Regions from separate parts of the Sus scrofa genome. Here region 1 is linked to region 2. Evidence: chromatin contacts called from public promoter capture Hi-C data. All regions are on one chromosome and are shown on one strand. Each heading gives the region's core, a stretch centred on a gene start, on an enhancer-like site or on the middle of the called end of the contact. The rest is flanking DNA. Distances are from core to core; before and after follow the strand shown. Region 1 holds the start of THUMPD2 (THUMP domain-containing protein 2). Region 2 holds the start of EML4 (echinoderm microtubule-associated protein-like 4).

What was found. Promoter capture Hi-C pulls out the DNA fragments that hold promoters and counts their contacts.
Region 1: a promoter capture Hi-C map of liver shows a contact between it and region 2, with 7 times the contacts expected there. The contact joins the promoter of THUMPD2 here to the promoter of EML4 in region 2. A contact is called at or near these places in 1 of 5 promoter capture datasets (liver) and 1 of 2 datasets of contacts at active chromatin or transcription factors (skeletal muscle).

Annotation. Positions count from the first base shown.
Region 1 is chr3:100,555,849-100,560,618 of Sscrofa11.1, reverse strand. THUMPD2 (THUMP domain-containing protein 2) reads right to left here and starts at 3,451. Exons shown (of 12, transcript XR_001303323.2): 1 at 3,286-3,451; 2 at 1,203-1,442.
Region 2 is chr3:98,154,218-98,159,000 of Sscrofa11.1, reverse strand. It overlaps EML4 (echinoderm microtubule-associated protein-like 4), which reads left to right and starts at 3,125. Exons shown (of 23, transcript XM_021087581.1): 1 at 3,125-3,455. The coding sequence starts at 3,431.

The sequences.
Region 1 (4,770 bases), core at 2,202-4,701, 2.4 Mb before region 2:
TCGATATGATAACACATTTGTGCCTGATTTCACAGAAAGTTGGGTTTGAACACCAGCTATGCCATTTTCTGGTTCCATGACTTGAATAACTTACTGAATTTACCCATGCTTCATTTTCCATTTTTGTTAAATGTGGAGCCTACCTCACAACATACGGTTGTTATGAAAACTCCATACACGTTAATTGCTTAATCCATACCAGTAATTGTTATAGCATTGCTATTTTAGATTAACTATATTTAACACTCCCTGAAATTCTCTGACCAAAACCACAAGTGGCAGGTAGTCTAATAAGACTGATGCCATTCTTTAGTCTATCCTCCTCTCCCCACCCTCTCATCACAGAAACTCCTTTGTGGGCTTTCAATACTGCAGGGGTCCTGGGAGTGGAGTGGTCAATTTCTTTGAATAAACTTTCACTTCCCCAAAACATATCATTCACACCGTCATATATACTCCATCTAGTTACTGGAGACTTTTTCTATTTTTTTCCTCTGTTTTCGAGAAACCGGCTCAGCATGTCCTAGAACCTAAATTTACAACTTTCATCTCGTTGAAATTAACAGCATATAAATACCTGCAAATGTTGACTTCCCCAGAAGTTGGTCTCTCACGGCTCTAAGAATTAAATTATTTTTCTAGCTACTCTTTACTGCCTAAGGTGTACTTTACATATCCTGTTTCATTTGCTCCTCCCAACAATCCTATGAAATAAATAGGAAACTGACAAAAGTGGCTGAACCTTAAGATTATATTTGCATTTAAAGGATGGAGAAGAGTCTCTTGACAGGTCTAATTCTAATTACAGGCATTATCGAACGTTTTCTTTTAAACAGTGTAGGACATAACTTGCGTCAACCACCCCTCCCCTGTTTTGGCCCCGCCCACGGCAGGAGGAAGTTTCCAGGCCATTGATGGAACCCGCACCATAGCCGGGACAATGCCGGGTCCTTAACTGCCAGGCCACCAAGGAACTCAAACCCGGCCTTTTAAAAAAAACTTCAGCTGAAACAGATGTTTAGGAAAAATGACTGGCGGTTCTTTCCAACAGTAATTAAAGGACATGCCAGCAGAACTGCGAAAGCGCGGGTTTTCGCGACACCTTCCGGGGTCTGCGACCGCCCCTGGCGGGAGGGGCCACGGCCAAGGGCGGGGACAGGGCCACCCCACTTCTTGCCTAGCACGCGGCAACGCCGACTCACCTGCGTGGCCCTCAGCCGCGCCCGCACCTCCTGCAGCAGGAAGGGCTCTAGGCCGCGGCTCGCGGTGCAGAAGAAGCGGGCGCCCACTGCAGGCCCGAAGCGGGGATCTCCCGTCGCTACCGCCATGGCTTTCAGGGTCACGTGGCCTCGGGCGCGCGCGGCGCGTCCCCGCAAGTGGCGGGCAGGGGCTGGCAGGCAGCTGGTTGCCGAAGGAGACCCGGGTGGGAAGGGTAGAATTACCTGGAAGGAGGGGCCCCTGTGGGTCTTTGACTAAAGTCAAAACTACCTCAAGATGTTTAGAACTTGGGAACACTTCTAAAGAGTAAATTTTTAAAAGTTTAGATTTTATATTACTTGACCTAAAAATAGAGCTGATGTCAAGCTATCACAAAACAAGTTAACATACATGAAATACCTTGTCTTGTCAAGATTGTGGGGGAACCGAAATATTTCACTGGAAATGTATGGTTTTAAGGTTCAAGTCTTACAAACAAACTGATGCGAACATGTAGACCAGTGATAAGTAGTCAGTGAGCTAGACATTACATTAGCTATTTGTACAAAGATCTTTTCTCACTTGAATATCAAAGGAAAGTTTATAAAATGAACTTCCTCTAAAAATATCATTATGGAGGGTAGAAAACAAAACAACTGAAAAGTCAAGTTAATTAAGAGGACCTAAAAGGTCCTTTATTTGGGGTGCCCAAACATTAGAATAATATGGGTTGGGGCATTAAACTGCCAAATACACTCTCAAAATCAAAAGCATCATTATTCTCTTTATTAAAAAAAATTATCATTAGGCCTACATTCCTTTTACAAGTGAAGAGCATGTAATCAAAAGTAGTTTACAAAATTGTAGAAAGCCACTGTGAAAATCATATACAAGAACACACTTTAAAGATTAACCCTTTGTGAAGATAAAGTATCATGTCTTGAAGTAGTAGAAAGAAATGCATTTTGGTATTTATAATTTCAAACACTGCTGAAGCTACTGATACTGTTTTTCTTCACTTTATTGCTTTTAACTGATGCATATTCAATTACAACACTTGGGGAGAACTGTGGCATTTTAGAATATTTCATCCTAGAATTTATTACTTGAAAATTTATTTATATATACAATATGCTTTTTCCATTTGGAATTAAACCATAACAAAGTGTCTAAAGCCAGCTGATTTTATGTCTAACACTTCAGAAGATAAAATAACAGCCTTTATTAAAGTAAAAACAGCTTTATTATCCGCTAACATGTCTAAGCAGTTAGCATTTTGCCTTTCTTTTAAAGTTCAGGTATTCAAGTGTAACACAAAGATGAAAAGCTTAAGCCCAGGCAAAATCGTAATGTATAGTAACATAAGGAGATACCGAATTTTTCCTTATTCTACGGATGCCATTTAATTTCGGAATTAATTTTAAAGTGCTAAGTGAAGGGTTGAGGTGGTGTGTGAGCTTTTTTGGTTCATTTTAGGAGAATTAAAAAATATATTTTAATTCTTAAAAAGGTATCCAGTCTACGAGGAGCAGAGAATCTTCAAAAAACAAAACAAAAAAACCCCCAATAAACTCTTATGCAGTCATCCCATTAAATAACTAAGAACGTGACTATCTTCCTAGCTGAACCCCACTACCCTCTATCATCATGACCCACTAAAAAGTAAAAATTGGGTGGCTTATCAGGACTTGAGTTAATGTTATCTTTTCTAGATGGGTTGATAAAGGTCAACTAATCAGACAGGGCCTCTGTCCAGCTGGCATTAGGGACACCTCTAGTATGTTGAATTGTATCTTAAAAATTACTGTTCCTACCTTTATTATAATAAGTAGCAGTGTTTAGTATATTAAACATTATTACAAAATAAAGCTTAATTTTACCCAATATATTTGCTTAAAGTACGCTACACACTATATACTACAGCACATTGGATATTTATACGCCAGTAGAACTCCGAGGGCTGGGACGTCGCCTCGGTGGGTTCGGAAGCCGAGCGCGCGGTTCTTCGCGTCATTTTCCGGGATCTGAGACGGACCCGGCGGGGAGGTGCCTTGCTTCCTGCCCGGGCACGCGTCGATGCCGACTCACCTGCGTGGCCCTCAGCCGCGTCCGCACCTCCCGCAGCAGGAAGGGCTCCAGGCCGCGGCTCGCGGTGCAGAAGAAGCGGGTGCCCGCTGCGGGCCCGAAGTGGAGATCTTCGGTCACTGCCGCCATGGCTTTGGAAGAGGGGGGAGGTCACGTGGCCTCGGGAGCGCGCGGCGCGTCCCCGAGGCCCCGGAAGTGCCGGCAGGGGCCGGAAGGTCAGATGTCGTCTAAAAAGACCCGGGAAAGGTCCCGGGAGGGTCAGATTGGCTGGGAGGGGCGTCTTTGGATCTCCTTGGTTAACTGCGTGAAACCTCCTTGATTAGGCATCTGGAATGATTTAGAATCAGAGGTGAAAGGGAAATGACTGAGATATATAATTGTGTTATATAAAAAGGATGTATTCACAGAAGGTGGCTGAATTCACTTTAGAATGAATAAAGCCTGCCATTGATTGTTAGGTACTTGGCAAATGGTATCATGACATAACTTTGCCTCAGATGCTCAGGGCCTCACAGTGTTAAGAAAATGAATGATGTCAGTAGGGAAGCAACATAGATTATGGAATACCGCAAAGACTGATGCATTACTTAAAATATCCAATAGGTTTCACCCTAATTCCCTTCCTGTAGTGAGTAGGAGATAAGATGATTCGTGCTAAGAGCAAGATGTATGAATAAGAAATCCTATTCCAACTGATTAATTGTTGGCAAATGAAAAGAATAACCTGTTAAAAAAATGTTTTCAAATTAACATCTGTAACTGCTACGCTTAAAAGGAGTATAACAAAATCAAGATACCTGAGTAATAGGCCCTTTTCTTGTACCTCAGAGAAGACAGTTCATCAGAAGTCAGAACTTGAATAATATGGCATCATAACATGTGCTCTCATTTCTACCCTTTGACTATAATAATAATAAAAACAAGCAATAGAAATCAAGCATGCTATGCATTAGCATAACTTTAAAACACATTATATCTCTGATATCATTTAAAAATATATAGTCATGAAAGATTTTTTTAAAGGGTGTATAATATCATCTCATTCATCTGTCTTGTTTTTCAGATTGAGGAAATTGATACCTAGAGAAGGCAAGGGACCATGGGTTAGTGGCACAGCTGACACTGGAGCCTAGCCATCTTTATATCTAATATACTGAGCTTTATTTCCTTCTTCCCAACTCCCTCCATTCTACTCCTTCACCATTTCCCCTACTCTTCTCACATTTGAAGCCCTGCTCTGTCCTCACCAAGCATTACACCCAAACTGGGAATCCTCAGGCAAAAGAGCAGAAATTCCTGCTCTCCAACGAAATGTGTTTATGTTCACAGGTCACATTTCATGCACTAAATTAACCATCAGGGTAATGAATGTACATTCAGTCTGGGCCACCTAATTTGATTAACTCTCTTTACAGTATTTAAAGGGATTCTTTAAAACTCTGAATTTTAAATTGACAATGAATATGTTACTTGGGGAGAACAGAATTC
Region 2 (4,783 bases), core at 1,876-4,375:
CTGGAAACATTGTAAATCAACTATACTTTAATAAAAAATTTTTAAAGAATCATTGTCATATGATGAAGTAATCAAAGAATATGCAGCCAAGAAATTTAGTAAGAAAGTATTGGAGGTATGTTAGGCATTTAATTAAATGTCACATTTCTCAATTTTGTAATGTTTATACATTTGCAGTCATCATAAAATGTGTGATCTATTGTGATTTCTTTTCTTAGTCTGAGTAAATACTCCATTTAACCTAATTTTGAATTTGTAATTTTTGTATTGGTGTTTCTTAAAAGGGCCCCACAAATAGTAAGTGCTTCAGGACCCACAAAATGTGGATCCTTCTCTGAATTAAGAACATACATATATATGCTGCATGTCAATTATATCTCAATAAAACTGGAAGAAAAAATGAATAAGGATCATATTCTTCTTTTTAAAAAATTGGCAGTTTCTTTTTAAAACTAAAATAGCTACCATACAACCGAATAATCTAATTCCTAGGTATTTATCCCAGAGAAATGAAAAGCATGTACACAAAAAACGCTTGTGCATGAACATTTATAGCCATCTTATACATAAAAGTCCCAGACTGGAAACAACCCAAATGTCCTTCAACAGGCAAATGGTCTAACAGTGATAATCCATACCATGGATTTCCTCTCAGCAATAAAAAGAACCAACTGGTTTTTTTTTGTTTTTTTCTTTTTTTTTTGCTATTTCTTTGGGGCCGCTCCCATGGCATATGGAGGTTCCCAGGCTAGGGGTCCAATCAGAGCTGTAGCGGCTGGCCTATGCCAGAGCCACAGCAACATGGGACCCGAGCTGCATCTGCAACCTACACCACAGCTCACAGCAATGCCGGATCGTTAACCCACTGAGCAAGGGCAGGGATAGAACCCGCAACCTCATGGTTCCTAGTCGGATTTGTTAACCACTGTGCCACAACGGGAACTCCAGAACCAACTGTTAATACTCACAAAGACCTGGATGAATCTCCAGCAAATTATGGTGAGTGAGAAAAGCCAATCCAATTATGCGAATCCATTGAAATGACATATTTATAGAAATATGAAATGTATTACAGAGTAGTGGTGGTCAGGAGTGAAGGAGGGGGTGGTATCAGGAGGAAAATGGGTATGTCTATAAAAGACAACTCGAGGGATTCTTGTGCTCACAGAAATAATGGAAATGTTATGTACTGTGACTGTACCAGTATCAATATCCTGGTTGTGACAGTTTTGTAAGATATTACTTTTGGGGAGGAAATGATTTAAGGGTATTCTAACAAATACATGTGAATCTACCATTATTTCAAAATAAAAAGTTTAAAAAAAACTTCACATGTATATATATGTGTGTATACTCATATATCTTTGAGGACCACAGCTGCAGGCTAGGGGTCGAATTGGAGCTGCAGCTGCTGGCCTACGCCATAGCCGCAGCAAGGCATGATCCTAGCTAAGACTACGACCTACCCTGCAGCTCACAGCAACACTGGATCCTTAACCCACTGAACCGGGCTAGGGATCGAACCTGCATCCTCATGGATACTAGCCAGGTTTGTTACCACTGTGCCACCATGGGAACTCTCTGTATACCTATATATCAGGGCAAGTTCTTTTAATTGCCCTAAGGCAGAAAGTTTTGCCTGCAGACACAGAAGAGCAGCTATCAGAACTGAGGATGTATCAAATATTAAGTGATTAGACTTGATAGAAATGTATAGATAGGAAAATGCCCATAGCAAAAGAAACACTGTAAATAATTTTGAAGGAGCAAACTTTAGATACCACTTTGTCTATAACCTGAATTTACCTTGGCTGCTTTATGGCCAATCACCACATAGCCTGGTATTCAGAAGGCACACAGATCTGATATGTAAAACAGAAATCCAAAGTAATTCAGATTTTTAGGGAAGATTTTTAGAGGCACCAAAGGGAATAAGTATATTGCAAGATAGCAACAAAATGTTTAACAACCCCTTCAACTATCTAATTCCTTCAAGTCCCTCTCATTATGACAGTTGTTACTTTATTTTTCTCATCTCCCTTCTTCAGTCTCTCCCTCTTTCCTGTATCTCTGTCTAGAATGACTCTTGCTCTCCTCTAAATCAGCTCTTTAGTATTGTATAAATCAATTTAGTTCCTGGGCACTTCATATTTCTCCCATGTAACTATTGCTCTGATCCACACAACCTAGTCCCAAAAGGGATTTAGGAAACCACTAGAAGGTCTTTAGAAGGATGGAGAATAGAGGTGGGTTGGGGAGAGAGGAGGAAGAGGAAGGCTGTGTATAAGAATTGGTTACAAGTCCTGTCCTCCTATTTGCAAATTGATAAAAGTGAGGCCCAAAAAAGTTTAGTGACTTGACACTCACCTATTGAGTCACATGTAGGTGGGCCTGAACACAGGCTTACCTCATTTCAACACTTTGCTATGGTTCCCTGATAAGCAATTTCCCCACCTGCCCTACAAGGGGTTGCTTTGCATCCCTGGCGGAAAGAACTCCAGGAGGAGTAAGAAAGCCAGGTTCTAGCTCTGCTTCCATCACGTTCCATGTCCTTACGCTGATCATGTCTTTTCTAAGGCTCAGTGTTCTCCCTGAGGGGGACACAAGATAAACTCTGTCCAGTATTAATATACCTTTCTTCTGGTCTGACTTGAGTCCTGCGGCTGTGGCAGTGATGACCTTGAGCTAGTGACGAAGATGAAGACTCACTTTCACTTGTCCAGTAGGGCAAAGGGAGAACTGGGAAGAATGGATCCTTCCCTGCAAGTGGTTGCCCCTTTAGTGTCCTTGTAGAACACACGGGGTGACTATCTCATGTCAGGGGGTCTCCAGACTTAAGCTCTGATAGGCCTCCGCGTATTCCCAGGGGCTGCTTAGAGAGAGTAATCCTAGACGCTCCTGAGGAGCCCGGGCCTGTGGTTCCCCTCTGTTTCCCACCTACTTGGAACCAGTTTCAAGACCCAAGTCCCAGGCCCTCCGCAGGCCCACCGCGCAAGCGCAGCCCCCAGTCTAGCGCTAGGCGGGCAGAACCCGAGGCCCGGGCAAGGTGAGAGGGAAGGGTCGGCAAGACCCCGCCTCCGGGACATCACGTGGGAGGCGGAGTCGGAAGCGTGACGGCGTGCGCGGGGCGGAGCTACCGCTGCGCGCGGGCGCGGGGGCGGGGCGCGGTGCGGCGCTCGCGGCTGCTGTCTGGGAGGGAGGCCGGGCAGGCTGTGGAGCGGCGCGGCTCTCAACCTGACGGGGAAGTGGCCCGGGCGGCCGCGGCTGATTGCCCCGGGGCGGACGGTCGGACGACGGAGGCGGGAGGTGGGAGCCGAGCCGGGCGACCTAGAGAGCAAGTGGGTCAGGCTCAGCGTCGGCCACCCTCGTCGGTCCGCTGAATGAAGTGCCCGCCCCGCTGAGCCCGGAGCCCGGCGCTTTTCCCCGCAAGATGGACGGTTTCGCCGGCAGCCTCGGTGAGTACGGCTGGGAGTCCTCCGTCTCCTGCGCAGGGTGGGAACCTTGTTCCTTCCCCACGCAGCCCAGGCCTGCTCTCCACCCTGCCCCTCGGGATGGCAGCAGTTCCACTGCACATGTTCCCCTCGAGCTTGCCGCCCCTCTCCTGGCTCGGGTGGACTCCGAACCCCTCCCCCATGCCAGCCCTCCTCAGCAAGACCCTCCTTCCCTCCCAGCGTCCCCTTCTGTGCGGGGCCCTTCTTCCCCAAGGTGGGAACTTCTCTCGAAGAGGTCTCCCAGAGCTGGAACACTCCTCCCCATACACTCATGGCTCTCTCCACCTTCAGGGTTAGGTCACCCCTTTCTCCAGTCCTGACCCCTCATCTGGGTACAACATTCCTCCCCCTTCCCGCATACCGAGCTCTCTGTCAGGGTTGGGGCACCTCTTACCCCGCAGAGGCTCCCTTTTAGGGTAGGGACCCCATTCCCTCTTTAGGAAGGGGGCACCCCCCCGCCCCACTCCAGTCTTCGCTTTAAATTTGGAGTCTTCTTTTAAGTATCCCTCAGAGTAACTGACAACTTCCCCTCACTCCCTCCACTTCTCTGAGCGTTTTGCAGTGGTGGAGAGAACCAGAAGCACTGAAGCATCATTTGCCTAATACAGGAAAGGAAGAGGTGCGTCTTTGTTGGGGGACCCTCTTTAAAAGAGGAGTGAAAGCAGAAGTACTTTCTCGCTCTGCAAGCGTGCTGGGAAGAAGTAATCCTGCCCAGTGAATCCATAGGAAAGGGGGCCTCTGTCAGGGAAAGAAAGGATTCTCCATTTTTGGAATATGTTGTCTTTGTGGAATGGAGAAAGGGAAGAGGTTATTAAGTGGACCGAAGTATCGTTTCAGTGTTCCTTTCACCCGAATAAAGGTAGTAAATTTCGTAACTGGCTGAAGGAATCAGAACTCGAGGCTGGTACTCAGTGCCCTATAATCTGTGTCTGGAATTACTATGCTTTGAGGCCATTGGAATCTGGTTACTGTAAAGATTGAGTTCAACTGTTATGATGGTGAGAGAAACAGTTTCTGCCTTGGCTGATACTGCAGTTATGTGATACCTGCTGCTGGATTTGTACTTTGAGTATTTTATGTGAAGTAGTTTGTACTCAGAGGGCTTTCTTTTGTATTTCTTGATAGTAAATTCCTAGTTGGTTAATGTTCATGGATCAGTGCATGATATCGCAATAGGCCATACTTTATTTAGACATGTTGAGATCAGATGGCTTTTTTTTTTTAATAAAAAAGTAAGTTGAAGAGCAATGGATCCATTATAGGTATTAAGGATAAAAACCATAATTTTGGCT